2 separate regions of the Hordeum vulgare genome follow, and region 2 is linked to region 1. Evidence: chromatin contacts called from public Hi-C data. All regions are on one chromosome and are shown on one strand. The core of a region is the stretch at or near the end of the contact, and the rest is flanking DNA. Distances in the headings are between cores, read along the strand shown. Region 1 holds the start of LOC123402309. Region 2 holds the start of LOC123406255 (methionine aminopeptidase 1D, chloroplastic/mitochondrial).

Region 1 (4,695 bases), core at 2,111-4,610:
TTATAGTAATGGGGACAAGTGTTAAATTCGATGACATTCTTAAGGGTCATTCTGAAATCTGTTAGAAAAGTTTCTCTTCCCTGGCATGTCATGTTTTATATCTTTCCTTGGCTGCTAAGGGGGGAGTGAGGTTAACATGATTAGATGGGTGCTTCAAAACTTTATGCTGTATTCGAGGCTGGGTGCACTCCAGATTAGGTTTCAGTGTCATATATTCAGCAGTAGGTTAACAGTTTTTTTCTTTGAAATCTCGGCCCCTTTTCCAGTGACATGGCACGTCATCCAACAACACAAGTAACCTAACTGAGGCTTAATCTGCTATCCTTTCTTATATGTGAGAGTTAATATATATAAAACGCCAGCACCCTGCTGGAGGTGGCTACTACGTCCAGTTCATAAAAAAACGTCCCTCTGGACATAAGCCTACTAAAACTTTTGAAACTTTGACTACAGATATCTTTTTAAATATTTAGCCTTGATACTTGGAAACCATACGTGCAGACTTGCCTCGAAAAGTACTAGCACAATATCAACTTTTGTTTGATTTTATTGATATGTTTGTAAACAGAAGTTAATGCTCCATGTTATGTGTCGGAGACCTGTCCAAAACGTTAGCTTTTCATGATCTGAATGTGGAGTATCTCGTTGCTGGTAATTTTGCCATTCCAGCAGCATGTTGCACTCCATCTATTAGCATGGACACTGTGAGGTGACCTGAGACTAGACGAGTGTTTAAAATGGTCCTGTTTCCACCAGGACACTATAGTCTGTGATTCAATAGAAATAGGACAGGCATTACTAAGGAACAAGAACTCCTTGACCGGTCCGCTGTGAGGTGACCTGGAGGAGGCACAGGACGGAGGAGCCGTATTATGATTGGTCATGGAGACGGAACCAAGGCGAGGAGGGAGAGGATCCTTTGGGATCACATGGTCCTGTTCTGAGAGGTCCATGTCGCCAGCTCACTCTGGCTAAATAACAAACCGGTCAAGTGTCGGTCAAACGATCTTGTTACCTACCTTCTCCCTCCCTCCCTCCCTCCTGCTGGTGCCCAACCGATCCCAATCCCGGACATCTTTAAGCATGTTTGCATTTTCTTTTGTTAATCTGGCATGTGCATGCGCACTTAACAATATCTGCCAGGCTATAGATGTTCCACTTCATCCTTTTTGTCGATAGGTATCGAGAAGTTTGCAGTTCGTAGAAATGTCACAGCTAGGATTGACGGTTCAAATTTTGGATAGGATTACAGTCGTAGTCGTTGCTTGGTGTGTTAGGCTTTGATTTCTAGCGTGCAACATTTTAACTGGATTTTAACTCCAGTGATATGGAGCCATGTAGACTCGTTAAGAATGCCAGCCTACCTGATTCTTTGCTTGGGCATTCGTACTCCATTCTGCCCTGAACATGGCTTACCCTGGCATCTGGTGACCTTACCATTAACGTTGCTTTCCCCTTGAACAGCACATATCTGTTCATTTGTTATGGAGATCGCTTTCTGTGCTCATCTGCTCTTCTTCTTCAGGTCGTCCACGCCAGGTCTTCCGCTGAGGCCGCTGGTCCCGAATCCACGGGGAAGAAAGCTACCACCGAACCTACGCCCCCGCCCCCGCCCCCGCACCGCACCGTAGGCCGTCGGACTCAGGCCGTACGGATTTTCTTGTTCCTCGGTATGCGCTTCATGAACAAAGCCTTACGATCCTCTTGTCTCGCATGATCCCCAACAGTTGCCACGCCAGTATGGCCCTGTGCCGTGTGGTGGATCATCATGTGTTCAATGAGGAAAAGGACTGTTGTCTGCGCCTTTGCTAATTCCCCCTGCAATTATGGATGGGTCTAATTTGTTCTACTCTACACTTGGAGGTTGGCATCCTTGCACCATACTCCTCGCAAACCCCACTATAATCATGCCCCTTGGCTCATTCGAAGAAATAATTATGCCCCTGCTCTCAATTATTTCATGCTGCTTGATGACACTACTGCTATATAATAATCGCAGACAAAACGTCGATTTCCCCTCGATGTATACCCTTTACTAAATGTATGTATATAACCAAAAATTTCCCCGTGCAATATTTTCCTTTGGTCATTAGTTTGGTTTCAAGTAAAAAACACCATCTTTCACGTGACGACATACATGTACTTACTGGTAGCTCTTGATCTGCAAATAAATCGCAAAGGGTTACGTGTCAAGCTCCGAGGCGAACCCAAGTGGCGTTGGTCGGTGTGGCAGGCAGACCTTGCCGCATCTGGGTCATGCACCTCACGTGCGCTTGCTTTCCCGGTGGTAAAAGGGCCGGGAATCAAGTGCGGTTGCGGCATGCCAGAATTCACTCTATCCAACCACCGTGCCGGGATTATGATAACAATGCCAATCACAAGCTGGACAATGACAGCCATTGTTTGACCGCGGCGAGGCCCCAAGACCGGCATTTGCCACACGTCCAAGCAACTAGCAGCGCGCATCCAAACGAGGAAGAATCGCTGCTGGGAGCACTGGCACTGGCACACCGACGCTCCTGAGATTCTTCTCCCCCCCCATGAGCGCCGCACGCACGCGTCCATGGTTCCCGATCCGTGTTGGGACTTGCGATCTATCGTCCCAAGATCGCATATCAACAAACGGCATTCTTCTTCTTCTTCTTATCCCGGGCCTGGAGCTGGCACAGAGAAACAAAATCAACAGTCCGTTCCAGAACGATCCCCGTGCTCTCTTTTTGTGTAATGAGAAAGGTTTGAACGGTTGTACTGTGGCATGCGGCCGGCGGTGATGCTGTGGTGATGGGGTTTTGTGACGGGTGCCCGTTGGAATTCAGAAGAAGCATCTTCGAGACTTCAACTGGGTTTCAAGTTTCGGGTGCCTTCACTCGAGAGTCAAGTTTCAGGTGATGACAGATATAAGTGGCTAGTCTCCAAACCATAACTACAAAAAGTGAAAAAGCCATGACCAACCCTTACGTTTCATATGGTTCGAGTAAACCCACATGCCCGCATACGTATGGCCATGCCGACATTGTTGTACTCATATACTCCCTTCGTTTTTACATATAAGACCTTTTAGATATTTTATTATGGACTACATACGAAGCAAAATGAGCGAATTTATACTTTAAAATATGTCTATATACATTTATATGTAGTTCATAGTGGAATCTTAAGAAGGTCTTATACTTAGGAACGGAGGGAGTACTTCCAAAAAAATTCTAGGGAAAAGTACCACTTCCTCCGATCTGAATTAACTGACGCAACCTGTGTATGTATCGGAGGGAGTACTGTATATATTTCACCTATATGGCTCTAATCCATTGTTCACCGGTGGAGAAAGAAAACAGCTCGCCATGCATCTCAATCATCACCGTTTACTACAGGCGGTGCCAAACAATTGCAGCGCACATCTACCCAAAAGCTTCATCCCAAGCAGCCCCCCTCTCCTCTCATCTCTATAAAACCCATCCAAATCCACCATCACCTCCACACTCAGTGACCCGTAACAGTGCCCCGTTTCTTCAGCTCGCACGCCGAGACCAGACACCACCACCATCACCACCTTTTAAAAGCCTCGCCACGCATCAGCCAAGCTATCCCACGACGATCGAGCTAATTAATCTAGCTAGCGCGCGAGCCATGGCATGCGTTAACATGTACAACCCGGACGGCGGCGCGGTGGCGTTCGGCGGCGGGCAGCCGGGCCCGCGCATCTCCTTCTCCAGCGACTTCTCCATGGAGCCGCCGCCGCCGGTGCAGAACCGGGCCATGGGCCTGCGGTGCCAGGAGGAGGACCAGAACTTCGAGTTCTCCGTCGGCAGCCACCCCATGATGGCCGCCGACCAGCTCTTCTCCAAGGGCAGGATCCTCCCCTTCAAGGTCGAGGGCGGCCGCGCTCCCTCCACGCTCCGCGACGAGCTCCGTGGTAGCGCCGACGAGGAGAGGGCGTCCACGCCCAAGGGGTCCAGCCGGTGGAGGGAGATGCTCGGCCTCCGGAAGTCGCTATGCGTCGGCGGCGGCGTCGCCAACAATGCCGCCGCGGCCAAGAAGGGCGACAAGGTCGTCGCCGTGGACGCCGACGCCAAGATAGCCACCGACATGGCCGCGTCCAAGCAGGTCCGTCCGCTGGTCATCTCCATGTAGTAGCAATCTTTGCAGTCCACGTTAGCCACGTAGTAGTACATCATCATAGTACTACTACTAGTACGCAATTATTGAATTGTTAAGAGCTGTTGGATGAAGTGATGTGTTGTCTCATTACAGATCCTTTGACCCATTGCAGGAGCTATGAGAGGTGACCGGCCGATGGGGACTACGGCGACATGACGAAACCCTTCTTCTTCCTCGCCATCGCTCGCACCATGTTCACCGGTCTTCTCTCATCGCGCTCGTCAGTCGTTTTGGGTGGCCTGATTGCGTGTGTGCTAGCTAGCCACTGTAGATGGCCAGTGTCCATGTCCATGTGTGTGCATGTGTTGAAGAGCAAACAATTCTGTAATTTCACTTCTTTTTTCCTTCTTCTTATCTCACAAGTGATCCGCTCTCGATCCCTAGCCAGCTAGCTAGCAGCAGCTGTCCACTGCCACTAGATCCCCATGCATCACCTCACACTTCTTTCTCTTCTTCTTCTTCTTCTTCTTCCAAGCTTTGTTTTTTTCCTCCACCACCATCTCGCTCTGCCTGCCCATGGCGGCCTGTACATAATGCTTG
Region 2 (4,685 bases), core at 1,220-3,719, 300 kb after region 1:
GAGAAAAGAAAAGAAAACAATGTCTTGTCTTATTTTCTATTTTACCTGCTCTCTACAAACATGTTTGTTGGCATCTCACTGAACCTGTTACATCAATAAAATGAATTAATCCATTTTCCGAATATTGTCTTAAATTGCGTATATCATGAACCAATTTTTGTATTTACCCCATCTCGACAAAAATGTTTTGGATTGCCTCAAGGACCTGAAGAAAACCCACCAAATAACAGTTGTGAGTTATCTGGTTTATCAGATGAAGCTCTATGAAAAAATGGAACACAGTAAAGATTTGAAGTACCTCTAACAACGGTTGACTATATCCTATCGCAATAGGTTGTCCTTGAGCTCCATAGTTATAATCTTTAAATTCCAGATCCTTCCAGTCGCCACTGTAGGAAAGAAAAAGCATTTAAAAGGAAAAGTTATAACAAGTCAGTTATTATTATCCATTAATAGGTACACATATAATAGATCTTAAAATTCGATTTTAAGATTTTTAACATGACAATAAGTTTAATGTAGCCTTTGACAGATAGGATAAGTACAGCTGGGCAATTTAGAAGACAAAAGGCAATGATGAGTCTTCTGTGTAGTCTTCAATTGTTCATGGTAAATTATACTCCCTCCGTCTCATGATATAAGATGTTACTAGCTACAACCAATGTACTCATATATTGGTTGTAATAACATCTTATATTATGGGACAGAGGGAGTAGTTTATAGCCAACAAGCAGAGGTTTCCTGCTCAATTTTGAAAATTAGCTTGAGATAAGTGACATCAAATTACCTCTTCAGATGATCTCGTGTCACATCGGTAGCCAATGTTTTTCTCTTTACAACAAATTCAGGCCCCTTCTTCAGTGAATACCAAATAGATTTTCTGAACAACAGTGAAGTAGGTGTAGAAATTAGGATAATCGACCGGCATTTATTGAAACTTTAAAAGAGATATCTTGCAAACAGATACTTACTCTTTTGTTATAAGCTTTCTTCTCTTCAAACCCTCCATTACTTTATCATCAAAAACCTACATGAAAGACCTTTTTTCTTAAGAAGGGGTAAAGAACTATTTGGTACTCCCTCAGTCTCAAAATTCTTGTCTTAGGTTTGTCTAGACATGGATGTATCTAAATACTAAAACGTGACTAGATACATACATATGTAGACAAATTTAAGACAAGAATTTTGGGACAGAGGGAGTACTTACTAGCTATTGTACCTAACAAATAATTGTGCCATGCCATCACACAAAATATGAGAGGAACAACGAGCAATAAAGCAACACCAACCTCCCCATTCTCCAGACGTTTAAGCTGCTCTTGCAACTCATCCTTGGTATCCTTAACCTGAATAAAACAAAAAGAAATCATGCAATGCCATGCCTAGAGATAAAAAGATCGAGACAGACAAAAGCACCGAGAGACCTTCAGTGAACACAGGTGTAACTATTGCACAATGGAAGAGTTGAACTATGATGATGAGGCAACGTTTTCTACGTACATTCTACGTCTACAACCCAGACATTGGCAAATTGAGAACATAGTGCCCGAAAAGAACAGTAGATACGGCAAGCGAGTTTCCAACAGAGATACAGACTAAACTGAGCTGTATATACAACAATGAAGAGAAGAAAGTGAAACGAGCTCAGCTCTAATACCCTTCTCGTTACGAGGTCCTCGTTTTCCTTGTCGAATCCAATCCACTGCTTCTTGGCAGCAGCCTTCAATCCAACATCGAACACGTCCCCCAATATCTCCTACAATGCAGCACCCTAAGCATCAGACATCAGAGATCTCCGGAGCCGAAACTATTGACTCCAATCGAGCACCTCCTGAAGGCCACATAGGTCAGAGAGGGAAATCACCTGGAGCGCGGCCTTGGAGGCGGCGCCCTTCGGAGGCATGGCCGCGACGAACTGCACCTCGGGGGAGCCCCTGGCGACGTAGCCCTTGGCCTCGTCGGTGAGCACCAGCGCCTCCTTGGTCATGTCCTGCGGGCAGGAAAGCGAGCACGGCTCGTTAGGTCTCGGGGGAACTAACTCGGGGCAGGGGCTACGCGAAGCTGAGGGGACTGGAGAGAGGGACGAGGGTGCCGTACCGTGCTCCCGACGATCCGGAAGGCGCAGAGCCTCTTGATCACGTCTTCGACGTCCCTGTGCGGGACGCCGAGGGAGGATGCGAAGGAGCGCGAGTCGGGGATCTCGGCGTTGGCGTCGAGGTGGGCGAGGAGCTCGTCCTCCACGTCCTCCGACGACGGCTGCTCCGCTGCCATCCTCGGCGCGGGTCGGCTCGGCGGCGGCGGCGGCGGCGATGGGGTTCCGGGAGGAGGGAGATGGGGGTTTGGTTGGGTTTTGGTCTTGTGTCTCTCGCCTGGTTCGGCCGACGCCTCCGGTGCGGTCCGGTTTTATTGGCGGGGTCCGACTTGGCACGCACGGAAAGCCCACGACGGCTAGTCTCGACTCTCGACTCTCCACCACAGCTCTCGATTTCCTTTCCCCTGCTCCCCTGCCTCTCCCCCATATCCCGCTCGCGCGCGCGTGCGGCGCAGTGGCCATGGCCATGGCGAGCCCGCCGTCGCCGCGCCTGCTCTGCGCCCTCCTGGGCGACCGCCTCGGCGCGCTCTCCGCCAGGCCGCTCCTCCGCGCCGCCGCCCCAGGCAGAGGTATGCGCCCCTCCCCCGTTCGCGCTTCGGCTCAAACGCTTGCCCCGTCGTCAGCTCCTGCCGGGGGAAACATTCGCTGAGAGGACGGCTCGGGTCTCCTCTTGCAGGGCACAGGCGGGTGACGTGCCAGGCCACGAGAACGCTCTCCAGCCTGGTGGACGCCCTCTTCAACAGGAGGTGAGCTCCCCGGTCGCCATTCCCTCTTCAACAGCGGTAGATTAGCTGCGAGCCTGTCTTTCTGTGCAGATAGAGTGGTCATTTGCAACTGGTATGCGTAATATACCTTTATATAGTGATACAACTTGACCCATCAATGAATACAATACATGATGGCCTGACTTTGGCTATCTTGGGCGAACACATGTATTTCCCATCTTTTATTTATACCAATGCTCTAAATTGAAGCAGTAGCTGAAATGCCAGTTTATTGGTTGCCTTTATTATCCAGTACATGGCTACGCGAACACACAACTTGGTGCATTGACCACATACGCAGATATGTTTATTGCTTGTTGATTTCAGGGGCTCCCTTTTCCCCAATGCTCTCATTAAGGTAGGGGGTCAACAGTAGTAGGATATTCTTGTTCTGGTGATATGATCTGAGTGAAGAGTTTCTTTCTGGAATCACTTTTTTGTTGATTTCATTTCAAGGAGATAGAATGCTAAGAAGTGAGATATGCTTGTATCAGAGTTAGATAATATTTTTTTTTACTATTAGATAAACGGGTATGAAGTTCCCTGAGTTATTGATCTTATGAAATATGGATTGTGCCTGTCTGTACTGTATACTCTGTGCTTCTCAAATATTTGTATGGTCAAAATCAAGGCATACTTTATTACTTTATATGCTGTACCTGTTACATATATTACTTATAGTGTATAGAGAATACTATTGAATTCTGCCTGTGCCTTTAAATGGCATCTATTGTTTGTAGATCTCTGATACATTTACTGTTGTATGGAGCATACATGTAGATTCACATTTATGTTTCTTTTTTGGACTTCCACAGAAGTCGGGATGACTCACTGGAAAATAACCCTAGACGCCTACGACCTGGGAAAGTGTCTCCTCGTCTAACCGTTCCCAGTCATATACAGCAGCCTCCTTATGTCAATTCCCGTCAAAGACCTCAGATGAACGGTGGACCTGAAATACATGATGAAAAAGGGATCGAATGCATGAGAGCTTCTGGAAAGCTTGCCGCACAAGTTTTGAAGTTTGCTGGGACACTTGTAAATGTAATGTTGTTATTGGCATCGCTACCTGATTATTCTTTTTAGTTGTGGAACTTTACATTCACAACGGAAACCTCATTCCATTCATCCAATACTTTGTTAAGAGAAAAGAGCACACCAAGCAAATGGATCCTCTGGTAAAGGTTCAGGTGCAGGACACAACTGATACACATTTTAAACACCTTTTAAGTAGTGTGTGAAGTAGAAGTCCCTTCTCATAAAGTACTTCATTTCTGAAAATTATCCCACTAGGGTGGTCTAAGACTCAAGTGTCAAAAATTGATCGGTTCTTATTTACAGCCAGGCATAACAACTGATGAGATAGATAAAGCGGTGCACCAAATGATAATCGATAATGGTGCATACCCGTCACCTCTTGGTTATTGTGGATTCCCGAAGAGTGTTTGTACTTCAGTGAATGAATGCATCTGTCACGGGATACCAGATTCTCGTCCACTTGAGGTAAGCTATCCAGCATCTGGAGATAATGACTTTAAATACATACCAATCAATTTACAGTTAATCTTTTTTTTTGGCAGGATGGCGATATCATCAACATCGATGTTACTGTCTATCTCAATGTAAGCCAAAGATAATCTATACATCTGCTGAAGTGACTATTGTTTGGTAGTTGTGCTTCCCTCACAGACAAAGTACAAGTAAAGAAAGAAACTGAAGTGGTTATTTGTGGTAGATATCCGTTTGATGATTTTCTAGAGGTTATTTTGTTCTAGTTGTTTCTTGCTTGTTGTGAACAAACATCCGACATTCCTTTTTCTATATGAGAA

The links. A called contact is a pair of places that touch in the nucleus more often than the background predicts.
Region 2: a contact with region 1 is called in a Hi-C map of leaf, with 2.1 times the contacts expected there. The contact joins the promoter of LOC123406255 here to the promoter of LOC123402309 in region 1. A contact is called at or near these places in 2 of 6 Hi-C or Micro-C datasets (leaf and seedling).

What each region holds. Positions count from the first base shown.
Region 1 is chr6H:517,886,907-517,891,601 of MorexV3_pseudomolecules_assembly, forward strand. LOC123402309 reads left to right here and starts at 3,361. Exons shown (of 2, transcript XM_045096208.1): 1 at 3,361-4,101; 2 at 4,268-4,695. The coding sequence starts at 3,625. The coding sequence ends at 4,276. LOC123402879 (DNA repair and recombination protein RAD54) reads left to right here. Exons shown (of 23, transcript XM_045096841.1): 23 at 1,526-2,073.
Region 2 is chr6H:518,184,357-518,189,041 of MorexV3_pseudomolecules_assembly, forward strand. It overlaps LOC123406255 (methionine aminopeptidase 1D, chloroplastic/mitochondrial), which reads left to right and starts at 2,470. Exons shown (of 10, transcript XM_045099741.1): 1 at 2,470-2,661; 2 at 2,769-2,838; 3 at 3,672-3,900; 4 at 4,198-4,359; 5 at 4,437-4,478. The coding sequence starts at 2,553. It overlaps LOC123406254 (phenylalanine--tRNA ligase alpha subunit, cytoplasmic-like), which reads right to left and starts at 2,370. Exons shown (of 18, transcript XM_045099740.1): 1 at 2,098-2,370; 2 at 1,865-1,990; 3 at 1,658-1,756; 4 at 1,290-1,346; 5 at 972-1,027; 6 at 788-880; 7 at 299-389; 8 at 168-205; 9 at 46-84. The coding sequence starts at 2,271.